Linked DNA regions of Urocitellus parryii: regions 1 and 3 are each linked to region 2. The links are chromatin contacts, called in public Hi-C maps. All regions are on one chromosome and are shown on one strand. Each heading gives the region's core, a stretch centred on a gene start, on an enhancer-like site or on the middle of the called end of the contact. The rest is flanking DNA. Distances are from core to core; before and after follow the strand shown. Region 1 holds the start of Ranbp10 (RAN binding protein 10). Region 2 holds the start of C15H16orf86 (chromosome 15 C16orf86 homolog). Region 3 holds the start of Ctrl (chymotrypsin like).

Region 1 (3,437 bases), core at 623-3,122, 130 kb before region 2:
GTAGATTATTGCAGTGTCCTGGATTATGCCTGTGATAGATAACAACTCACTTTCTCAAGTTTACTATTAGCTCTGGATAAAATCTTCGAATTTTTATTTCCTGTTCTAGGGGAATTTTGTAGGCTTTTTCTTTTTCTTTTTCTTTTTTGTAAAGGCAGAATCCCCTGAATGATTAGAGTCTGGGCACAGTCAAGCTTTTCTGCATTGAGAATTATATTATAGATATATAAGAACTGTGGCAGGGCTTCCCATATTTTACTTAAATGTTTTCAACAGTGACTGTGAGGAGGGCTGTGTCATCCTCATGTTTGAGATATAGAAGCTCAGTCTTGGAACATTTTATTTATTTATTTTTTTGGGCGGGGGGTAATAGGGGGTTGAACCTAGGAGAGTTCATCTGAACTACGTTCCCAGTCATTTTTAAAATTTTTCTTTTGAAGGAGGCTGAGACAGAAATATCACAAGTTTCAGCCTGCCTTGGTAATTTAGTGAGACCCTGTCTCAAAGTTTAAAGAGAGCTGGGGAGGATGTATTTTTTTTTTGGGGTGGGGGAATACTGGGGATTGAACTTGACCACTGAATCAAGGGCTGGGGGCATAGTTTAGTGGTAGAGTACCACTGTATTACAGTGCCTTAGTACCAAAAAAAGAAATTATTTTGGGAACAGGGTCTCACTAAATTGCTAAGGCTGGCTTTGAACTTATAATCCTCCTGCTTTTAACCTCTTGAGTTGTTGGGATTGATCCCAGGAATGTTTTTACCACTAATCTACATCCCCAGACCTTTTTATTTTTTATTTTGAGACAGGGTCTTGCTAAATTGTTCAGGCTGACCTTGAACTTGTGATTTTCCTGCCTCAGCATTGCAGGTTGCTGGGATACAGGATTTCACCACCACGTCCAGCCTGGGTTCAAATTTTAACTCCACCATTCATAAGTATGTGTAAAACATATGAGCTCTCCAGGCTTAGATGTCTTTAAAATGGTGATGTAACTACCTCATAGAAGTGTTGTGAGGGTTATACGTGGTACAGAAAGCATTCAGCATATTAATGTTCAATACAAGATAGTTGTGATTACTAATAGTAAAGTGTGCCGGCCCTTTTGTTATCCTGCCTTTTTGTTGACACGTAATGTCCTCACTGGACTGACAAGTCAGCCAGAATTCTAACTGCTTCTGCACCACTAATTCTGCCGGGCTGAAGCCCCAGCCCGAAGGACAGAAGCCAGCAGGTGTTGCAGAGGTCGGGACCAGGTGTCATCTTTCTCTCTGGAAGCCATCCTCTCCGCCCTTAGCCGGGTTACCGCCTACCTCGACTTGGAGAAGCTGTAGCGCTGCGACGGCAGGGAGGCCATGACCCTCCGGCAGGCGTGTGGCCAGCACCCACTGCCCGGGAAGCTGCGGGAGTGTACAGCTTGTTGCCATGGCGACCAGGCCCCAGCAGCCCGGCGGTGAGGGCGGGATCCGACCTCTGCCACGCCCCCAGTCCAGCGACCGCGGGCTCGGAGGAAGACCAAGAAGTTAGGGTGGACTCGACATGGGCACAGGGTGCCCTGGGAGACAGTCAATACAGCAAGTTTGACATTAGCGACAGAATTGAGTCAGGGAGATAAGCAGAGACCACAGGGGAGGAAGGAGAGCCGAGAGGCCGGAGGCCGCTTTGTCTGCGGGAATTGTAGTTTTCGGGGTCCTGGAGTCTCAGCTGGACAGCCTTAGGACGGAGCAGGTGTGTACTACATCTCCCGAATTTCCCTCTCAGCCCGCATTGGCTCGCCCCTGTGGAGCTCTGCATTGTGGGAGATGCAGTCCAAAATGTGGTGAGGCGTGGCAGTGTCCAAAGAGAAGTGCCCGACTCGGACTCAGTTTCCCTGAGGCCCCGGGAGGCTCGCGAGCCATTGGCTGAGCTGGGCGGATCTGGTCGCGCTCCTCCCCGCCCCCAGTGACACAATAGCAGCTCCCTCCAAGATGGCGGCGGCGACGGCGGACCCGGGAGCTGGGAGCCCTCAGGCAGGAGACTCCTCTGGCGGGGGCGCTGCGGGTGGGCTGCCATCCCCCGGGGAGCAGGAGCTGAGCCGGCGCCTGCAGCGCCTGTACCCCGCGGTCAACCAGCACGAGACGCCTCTGCCGCGCTCCTGGAGCCCCAAGGACAAGTACAACTACATCGGCCTCTCCCAGGGCAACCTCCGCGTCCACTACAAAGGTATCGGCCTGTCTGATCCCAGGAGGATAAGTCCGTAGTGTCCGCAGGGCAGCTGTGTTGCTTGGCCTCTGCTGCATCACGTCCCTGTATCTGCCTTGGGGCTCCAAGATAGGCCTTCGTCCCTGCGGAGTGTCCAGAGTGGTGGAGCTGACCAGGCCGAGGGTTGACTGCCTGCTTTGCTCAGCCCTGAGACACCCAACGTCAAAATAACTGCAACAGGTGTCTAAACCAGTTCTGAGCTGGACCTTTCACTTTAGGGCCTCCTTGCTTGTCCTGGGCTGTCTCCAACTCCAGTTCAGCCCTTTTCCACTTTGTTTCAGGAGTCGGGCAAAAAGAGGCGATAACATCCCTCTCCATTAGCCAGTAGTGCATGGACTGGCCTGCTTGTCAGTCATCCCGGACTGGGCCTGGGGTTCTGTGCTAAAGTTGTTGGTGGGAATGACTTCCTAGTCTGTCTCCTCCTTCCCCTGGTGTCTCAGGTGGGCTGCCTGGATTGTGGAGAGACTGCCAGTTGCACTCAGGCATCTCTCACATGGATCCACATTGACTGTGCCCTTGTTTTGTTGTTATGGGGGAATGTGGCTCAGTCAGGCAACTAGTCTCAGGAGGAGGTGAGCCAAAGGTGGGAGGTTTATCTATTTACTCAGTTGTTTAATTATTCCTTGGACTGCATAAGGGTTTACTCTGGCCAGTGAGGGGTGAAGTTACCGTGGAGCAGAGAGAATGAGCCTTCCATTTTTATTTCCTTCTGCTGAAATTTATTCCTTGCCCTCTCCCTTTAGGTCATGGCAAAAATCACAAAGATGCAGCTTCAGTGCGTGCCACCCATCCCATACCTGCTGCCTGTGGTATTTATTACTTTGAAGTAAAGATTGTCAGCAAAGGAAGAGATGGGTAAGTCTCTCATTACCACTCTCTTGTCCCCAACACTGGGTTGTTCTCTGTGGTCAGAGTTTGGGTTCTCCTGGCTGACATTTATGACTGATATGAATCTGCTAAGCCACTTGGGTCTGGGCTGCCTCTGTCCCTTGACTGTGGGCAATGTTCAAGTCTAAGCAGTGGGCCTTGACAGCAAGTAGGCACATTGTGGGTAAAACAGGGAACTTTTTTTAGTGATGATGTAATCACATATTTCACAAATCAGGGACACAAGTAACAAGTTTTCATTAACAATTCAGTGTCCAGAATGAGGTTTTTCCCACCAGGGCATGATGTTTGTGTCTTCCCTTCTTTCCCA
Region 2 (3,755 bases), core at 634-3,133:
CCAACTTCAAACTCTGCACAGGTGAGTCCTTCACCCTTCTTCACAGCCTCTTTCTTTCCCCAGTTCAAGCATCATATTTGGGGAATTGGTCTTAGAAAAGGAAAAATGTTTATTTTCCAAGTTCTCAAATGGGAACAGGGGCCAAATTCCCCCCTCCATCTAGCCCTCAGGCTACAGCCCTGGGTCAGGCCTGGAGAATGGGAACACCCAGTGGGTGAAGTCACTTGTACTGAGGGGAGAGTGGGGGCACAAGGGGAGCAGTGCAGACACTCAGCATCTTGTCGATATCCACCTGGGTTGACTTATCCACCTCTGCCTTGAGGTGGCGACTCATCCCCAAGCTGGGCAAAACCCCAAGCTCCACTCCAGCCTCCTCTCCCAGGGGAGCCAAGGCATGAGTGGGGGGAACTAACACATTGGAATAGGGCAAAGGGAGACCTAAGCCCAGCTCACCTGCCACAGGGAGCAAGGCCTGCAGCTGCTCCACACCTGCCTCCTCAGGAACCAGGGCCAACTCTGACTCAGGCTCTACCTCAGCCTCCCTGTCTTCCTCCCCTGCCTGGTTCAGCTCAGGGTTGCAATAGTTGATATACTGGTACAATGGCCGGAGGCGCTGAGCTTTTCCTGCAAGGACCCGGGGCAGGACAGGGGCTGGAGCGCCAGGCTGTGCAATGTCAGCTCCAGCAAGCAGGGAAAGAAGGGAAAGCCCAAGGACTGCCACTCACGCTCCAGCCCCAGGGTCTCTGGGGGTGCAGACACAGTGCTGGCTATAGCTGGAAGCATGGGAGCCCCCAGACTTTTGCGTTTCTTGGCTTTTTTGTGCTGTTTGGCAGATGGTGAGGGTTCATTCTGACAGCCCTCCAGCTCCTCTCTCTGCAGCAGCATCCCTGGTGGCAGCTCAGCTTCAGTCCTAGGATGGGCATGGTAGCTAGGTCCTGGGAGGCTGGGAGACTAAAGTTGGGAACAAGAGGCCTGAGAGGCAGCCTTCAGCCTCTGGCTCCTTTGCCTTGAGCCTAGGGACTAGCCCCGCCTATCCCACCAATCCAGGACTATAAAGCTATCCCTTTCTTGGTCAATGAAATCCCAGGCCCAATAGGGTCCCAGCACTTATGTGACCTCATTCCCCTTCAAGACATGGAGGTTCCATCTCTCTTGGTGCTGGTGCTCCCTATGCCAGAGCTCTTGAGGAACAGAATAGGCAGAGTGATGATAGTGGCAGGGGACAAGGATCTGCCCCACAGCCGTACAGGATTTAGGAATTCTCCAGGGGTAAGTTTGAGGCTCAACCCCATCCCTGCAGTTCCTTCCCTCTGAAAAACCTCCTCACTTGATAGGTTTCCTCTTCAGTCCATGACTGGGCCCCACGATGGAGGCCCCAAGCCTGGGGCCTCTCTCGTCTCCTGCCTCTGCCTCAAGCACTTCTTCCTCCAGCTTGATCCCCTCCTCCTGGAGCTCTGGCTCTCTGCAGTGTCCTGTTGGACACACGTCTTCACCCTGGGTACTGCAGGCCTCATAAGCTGGCACTGGGCACTGGTTTCCCATCACTGAGCACTAGAGGCAACACATAGGTAATTAGTTGCCATGGCCAAACAAAAGATGTAGGAATCAGCCATTCGATGCCCAACATCAGCCCCCAAACACCAGAGAAAGGGCACCAGCCCGGGCCCCTCCGCTGTAAGGCCTGAACTGGCAGTTAGGGGGTCAGATCACTCAAAGTTCCGCCCTCAGAGCACCGTGGCCAAATGTTTGAAGGCTGATGGCCAGATCATCAGGACCATCACCTCAGGGCTCTGAGCATGATTAACTGGTGCCTCCACAACCTGGACCAGCCCTGCGATTGTCCCCTCTGGGGCCCCTGGCTTCCTCTCGGCCCCTGAGGCCATGGCTTCGATGGGTCAGAGCATTCTCGACGGTTGCTGCGGTAGGAGAGCGGGCGCCCAGGGGCTGGACTGGTGGACCCTGTGTTGACTGAGGAACCCGCCAGGCGGCTAGAGCCTAGCCTAGCTCCCAATGGGACTGAAGGCTGTTCGGCCCATTCGGCTGGAACTACAAGCCCCAGAAGGCTTATCGCCAGATCATTGACCCCTGACCTCAGAGATGGAAAGCTATTTGTTGCCTGGCAACAGCAACTCCCGTCAGGTTGCAGAAGCTGGCGGCAAAACTGATCAAGTGAGTCCCCGCGGGGGGCGTGCGGAGAGGGACAGCGAACCCGCAAAGAAGTGGGCTAAAATCGGGGTCGCAAAGGCAGCAAGGGTAGGCCGGGCCAGGACCGCGGAGGGAGCTGGGGGAGTGATTGGAAGTGGAAAGCACGGCCTGGCTGCAGGGTCTGGGTTGAAGGAGGAAGCACCGGGGTAGGGAAAGGGGTTCCGGCGGGAGATGCGCAGCGTGGCAGGCCTCGGTGCACCGTTGCAGGGCGTCGACCGCAGCATGTGCGAAGGCCCGTCCCGCATTTCGGGGCCCATTCCCCCAGATCCTACGCTCTGCCCTGACTACTACCGGCGACCCGCCTCGGGTGAGTTGGAGCGTGCAGAGCGTGCCGCGGTGGGGCGAATTCCCCACCCCATAACTGAGCCCCGCACTCCACCCGGTCCCATCTCCTAGCCCAAGGACGCCTCGAGGAAACCGCTTTGAAGCTGGACCTGCTGACATCGGAACCTGATTTGGACGCTGCCCCTCCCCGTGGCCCCCGCATCAGGCCCGGAGCCCGAGAAATCCTGGAGCGTAGCCAACGAGGCATGGGGGATGTGCTGCTGCAACTGGGAGACATCTCCCTCTGTCCAGGAGCTTCTCCCAAGAGTAAGTCCCAGCCAGAAAGAGCAGCAGTTGGAGATCAAAAGTGGAGATCTAAAGGAGCTGCTCCTTCTTCCCTGATCTGGACGCTGGCTTTGCCCCTGTAGATCTGTTTCCCCAATATAAAAGGAGTAGGAAATGAACTACCTCCTCGCAGGAGTGGACTGAATGAGATAGTCCCAGGAAGTCCTAGCTTCATGCATTCATGCATCAATGAAACACTTTGAAACAGGATTCATATAGATACTAGGAAAACAAAATCAAGGACAAGTGTGGGTCATCATAAAGTTAAGGTGGGAGGCAATAAACAAGAGATGAGTGTAATATGTGAGATGATTAATGGTATACTTCACTATAAAAATGTAAAAAACTGGGGTGGGGATGTAGCTCAGTAGTAGAGTGTTTGCCTAGCATGTACAAGACCTCAGGTTTGATGTCACAAAACAATAACAAGTTAAAAATGTAAAAAATAACAAAGAGATATGTACTATGTTAGGAAGGAAAGGCATAAGTTGATGCTATGGAATATGTGTGTGGGGTCTAACCCAGACAGGAGAGCCAGGGATATCTTTGTGCAGGAGGCAGGGTATGGGCCTATACTAAGATCTAGTTTAAGTTGGGTTGCATGGGCTATACATGGAGCAGAGCATGGCAGCATATTTTCTCCAGGGAAGGACCCTAAAGACCATGAGAAGGAAAATCTGAGGCGGATCAGAGAGATACAGAAGCGCTTCCGAGAGCAAGAGCACAGCCGGGAGCAGGGCCAGCTCAGGCCCCTGAAGGCACTGTGGCGGTCACCCAAGTATGACAAGGTGGAGTCCCGACTCAAGGCCCAGCTGCAGGTATCTGTTTTAGGGAGCCAGAAATATTGTCTTTGTTGGCCAGCAGGCAAAATTATACCGTGATCTGAGTTATGGGAAGGGAAGAAATCACAGAGAATTAAGATAACAAAGTATTAAGGGACA
Region 3 (3,931 bases), core at 436-2,935, 230 kb before region 2:
GGTGGAGTGAAGTTGTCTGGGGTTTACAGCTAAGAACAAGGGGGAATAAACCCAGAAAATAAAAACATCTATACAGACTAAACAGATGGCTGTGTCTTCTTGGGTGGAGCAGGACGGGAAGCCAGCAGGGATCTGGCTAAGATATCCCTTTAGGAGCCACTACCTCCCACAGCTCCAGTGCCTGGCCTTATCACCCATCACCTCAGGCATCTATTTTTCCAGAACCCCAGCCCTGGCCAACATTGCAGCCTTGAGGAGAAAGCTTCCATCCTTTCTTCCTTCTAATTTTCCTTCTTAGTCCACACCACAGAAGCTCCCCCACCACTCCTGCCTTGATTTTGCCCTCTCTTCTACTGGGGATTGAACCTAGGAACACTGTACCACTGAGCTTCATCCCCAGCCCTTTCTTATTTTGAGACAAGGTCTCACTAAGCTGGCCTCAAACTTGTGATCTTCTTCCATCAGCCTCCTGAGTCACTGGATTATAGATGTACACCACTGTGCCTGGTGCCCCTGGGGAACGTTGTAAAACCCATAAGACCTCATCACAACACTACCCAGAGCCTTTCCCTGGCTCATCAGTGAAACAGGACAAAGCCCACATGTCTTAGTCAGATCCACCCTGGGCCCAATGAGGGCTATAAGTGCTGATATAGGATCAACTCCCTCCAGAGGCAAGCTCTCATCAAGTGTTCCTTAGCCTTGCACTTGACACACCCCTTAAATGAAGAAGTTTCAATTTTCACTGAATACCCATATACCCACTGAATACCCATATACCTACCACAGATTTAATAATTCATATTTTGTTGTATTTTCTGTCTGTATCTTCTTATCCATCCATCCCTCTATCCACCCATTTCCTTATTTTTGGTCTGAGGTCAAAATGAGTCAGTCAAAACCCTCACATCCCTAGAAGGAAACCAGCCAACTTAACCTGTTGCAACTCCACACAGGGGAGTCTTCTCTCCATGAGTTCACACTTAGCCTGGAACTCAGTAACAAATGGGATGTAGACTCCAGGGTTTTCCCATGACAGCCCCAGTACCTGGAAGTGTCAGAGATTTGTTTGCTATCACCCTTCTAGCTACAACCTCAGTCCAGGGTTTGCTAGTTACCAAGGATTCAGCTTATATTTAATAAGAATATGGAGTTCAGAGTCATACACATGAGGGTTTGTGTCCCACTCCATCTCATGCTGGTGGGAGAGTCACCATTTGACTCCTGTTCCAAATGGATGAGGAATCCCTGAGAGGATGTCTTTTAGGACTAGCAACCCCCAGAACCTCCTTCCTTAGTCTTCCCTAGGAAAGCTGGCCACAGCTGACCATTCCCTCCTCCACTCAGAACACTCCTGGATTCTGAGCAGCCTTCTCTGAAAGCCTAGTCTCCTGATAGCTATGGGAGGCTTCCCTGGTCCTGGCCACCAGGTTGACACTATAGATCTGGTTTCACCATATGTCCTTGTACCCGTGCCCAATGCTTGTGGTGCTTCAGGCAGCCAATCAGAGGCCAGGCTTTGGGAGGTGGAGGTGAGAACCTCACACCTGGGGGTCTCTCTGATAAGTCCAGGCCTGGGTCAGGGGACCTTGGCCTAAATAGAGCATGGGAGTGAGCTGAGCCTGCACAGCTGGCCTGGTCTCAGGCCTAGGACTTTGGCCCAAGGACAAAGATACCCATAAATAAAGCTGGGCCTAGTTCTCAACCTCACACCTACCATGATGCGACTGCTCAGGCTGACCCTCGGCTTGATCCTCTTTGGCTTCTCCTGGGGTAAGTGGGCCAGGAGCAGCCTTGACTGGTTGCCCAGTTTGGGGCAACCCAGAATCCCAGCACCAGTCCAGGAACCAGGCTGGATAGAAGGGAAGTAGATGAACAGGTATGCAAAGGAAAAAGAATGGACCAGGGCAAAGGAGCAGGAAGGGGCCTGCAGGGTCAGAAGTGGGAAAGAATGGGATGGAGCTGGTCTCACAAATGGGACAGGAGCTTGAGTCAAGCCTGGGAGGGCTTAGGAAGCTGAGCTGTGAAAGTTGGGTGTGTAGTTTAGAAAGAGTCCACAAGCTGCATGAGGGGTATGAACTGTTTAGGCCTGGATGGGTAGAGGGCCAGGAAGGAGACTACACCAGAGGTCAGGGAGAAAAAGAGCCTGGGCTGGAGTACAGGGGTGAGTTGGAGAACAGGAGGGACTAAGTTGAAGAGATGTGGGAGAATAGAGATTGATTGCATGGAGGGTAAACCACAATAGCTTTGGAGGCCCAGAAAGTGCTGATGGGGGAAGAAGGGCTAGTGACAATTCCTTTTGATTTGGATCTCTCTGGGGCACACAGCCTGGGGACATCCAGGGGAAGCAGGTGGGGAGAGGTGGGCTGGGGTGTTGATTCTCACCAACCGGATGGTCAGGCTGTGGAGTTCCTGCCATTAAACCATCACTGAGCTTCAGCCAGAGGATTGTCAACGGGGAGAATGCTGTGCCAGGCTCCTGGCCCTGGCAGGTTTCCCTGCAGGTATATACACCCTGAGGGTGGGGTAGGGTCCTGAGTGCTTCATGCCTACATATAATCTGAGTTCACCTCCAACTCTGACCCCTGACTCCAGGACGGCAGTGGCTTCCACTTCTGTGGTGGCTCTCTCATCAACCAGTACTGGGTAGTCACTGCTGCCCACTGCAATGTCAGGTGAGTACTTGTACCCCACCTGCTCTGCCCACTTGGCTGCCCCTCTCTTGCTCTGCCCTCCCAGCGTATGCCCAACCAATCTCTTACTGCAGTCCTGGGCGCCACTTTGCTGTCCTGGGTGAGTACGACCGATCTTCTAACACCGAGCCTGTGCAGGTACTATCCATCTCAAAGGTAAGTGCCTGGCTGCATGCATGGGAAGGAAGAATGGGTCACAGGTGGGTTCCTCTGGGAAAGAATTCAGGCATGTCCTGGCCTATCCATCTCAGCACCATTGATGGGTACCTGTGCCCATCCCAGCCCTACATGGCCCCTTCCTGCTCCACAGGCTATTACACACCCAAGCTGGAACCCCACCACTCTGAACAATGACCTGACGCTCTTGAAGCTTGCCTCACCAGCACGATACACAACCTACATCTCACCAGTCTGCCTGGCTTCCTCAAATGAGGCACTGCCTCAAGGCCTCACATGTGTCACCACTGGCTGGGGACGCCTCAGTGGCGTGGGTAGGAACCTGGGCCCTGAACAGGAGGAGAGGGAGGTATCTTGGACCAACCTGACCATCCCTTCCTGGCCCACAGGCAATGTGACACCAGCACGTCTGCAGCAGGTGGTTCTACCTCTAGTCACCGTGAATCAATGCCGGCAGTACTGGGGCTCACGTATCACTGACTCCATGATCTGTGCAGGTGCCTCAGGTGCCTCTTCATGCCAGGTGAGCACAAGCACTCTGTCCTCTGCATTGTTCCACAGCATACCTCCCCAACCTGTCATACTGACTTCTCTTCCCTCTCAGGGTGACTCTGGAGGCCCTCTTGTTTGCCAGAAGGGGAACACATGGGTGCTTATTGGTGTTGTCTCCTGGGGTACCAATAATTGTGATGTGCAAGCACCTGCCGTGTACACTCGAGTTAGCAAGTTCAACACTTGGATCAATCAGGTCATAGCCTACAACTGAGCCTACCACAGGCTCCCTCCCCATTTCAATCCAATAAAAGACTCTAGTCTGTGTCCTCTTGTCTGTCCTCCTGGCACAGGGAAAAGGAGAGGCTTTTTAGTTCTATCCCCACCTTTCTGACACAGAAAGGTCTGGAGTAAAGATCTTTCTATAGTATCCAGCCCAGGCTGGGGCCCTCATCCCTCCTCCTCAGGGGCAACCCCTTGGTTCCACAGTACACAGGGATTTTAGAATGAATGGGCAGCCTTCCTTGGGGAGGGCAGCCTGTTTATTGAATACAGAGGATACATTTACA

The links. A called contact is a pair of places that touch in the nucleus more often than the background predicts.
Region 1: a contact with region 2 is called in a Hi-C map of muscle, with 4 times the contacts expected there. The contact joins the promoter of Ranbp10 here to the promoter of C15H16orf86 in region 2. A contact is called at or near these places in 2 of 2 Hi-C or Micro-C datasets (liver and muscle).
Region 3: a contact with region 2 is called in a Hi-C map of liver, with 14 times the contacts expected there. The contact joins the promoter of Ctrl here to the promoter of C15H16orf86 in region 2. A contact is called at or near these places in 2 of 2 Hi-C or Micro-C datasets (liver and muscle).

Annotation. Positions count from the first base shown.
Region 1 is chr15:42,580,178-42,583,614 of mUroPar1.hap1, reverse strand. It overlaps Ranbp10 (RAN binding protein 10), which reads left to right and starts at 1,872. Exons shown (of 14, transcript XM_026413229.2): 1 at 1,872-2,200; 2 at 2,983-3,094. The coding sequence starts at 1,966.
Region 2 is chr15:42,451,646-42,455,400 of mUroPar1.hap1, reverse strand. It overlaps C15H16orf86 (chromosome 15 C16orf86 homolog), which reads right to left and starts at 1,883. Exons shown (of 5, transcript XM_026413239.1): 1 at 1,782-1,883; 2 at 1,328-1,551; 3 at 1,117-1,125; 4 at 726-943; 5 at 138-624. The coding sequence starts at 1,883. The coding sequence ends at 221. Enkd1 (enkurin domain containing 1) reads left to right here and starts at 2,269. Exons shown (of 7, transcript XM_026413236.2): 1 at 2,269-2,512; 2 at 2,602-2,796; 3 at 3,460-3,632. The coding sequence starts at 2,377.
Region 3 is chr15:42,683,610-42,687,540 of mUroPar1.hap1, reverse strand. It overlaps Ctrl (chymotrypsin like), which reads left to right and starts at 1,685. Exons shown (of 7, transcript XM_026413308.2): 1 at 1,685-1,773; 2 at 2,401-2,504; 3 at 2,596-2,675; 4 at 2,768-2,849; 5 at 3,004-3,184; 6 at 3,260-3,393; 7 at 3,475-3,636. The coding sequence starts at 1,719. The coding sequence ends at 3,636. It overlaps Psmb10 (proteasome 20S subunit beta 10), which reads left to right. Exons shown (of 9, transcript XM_026413313.2): 9 at 1-61. The coding sequence ends at 10.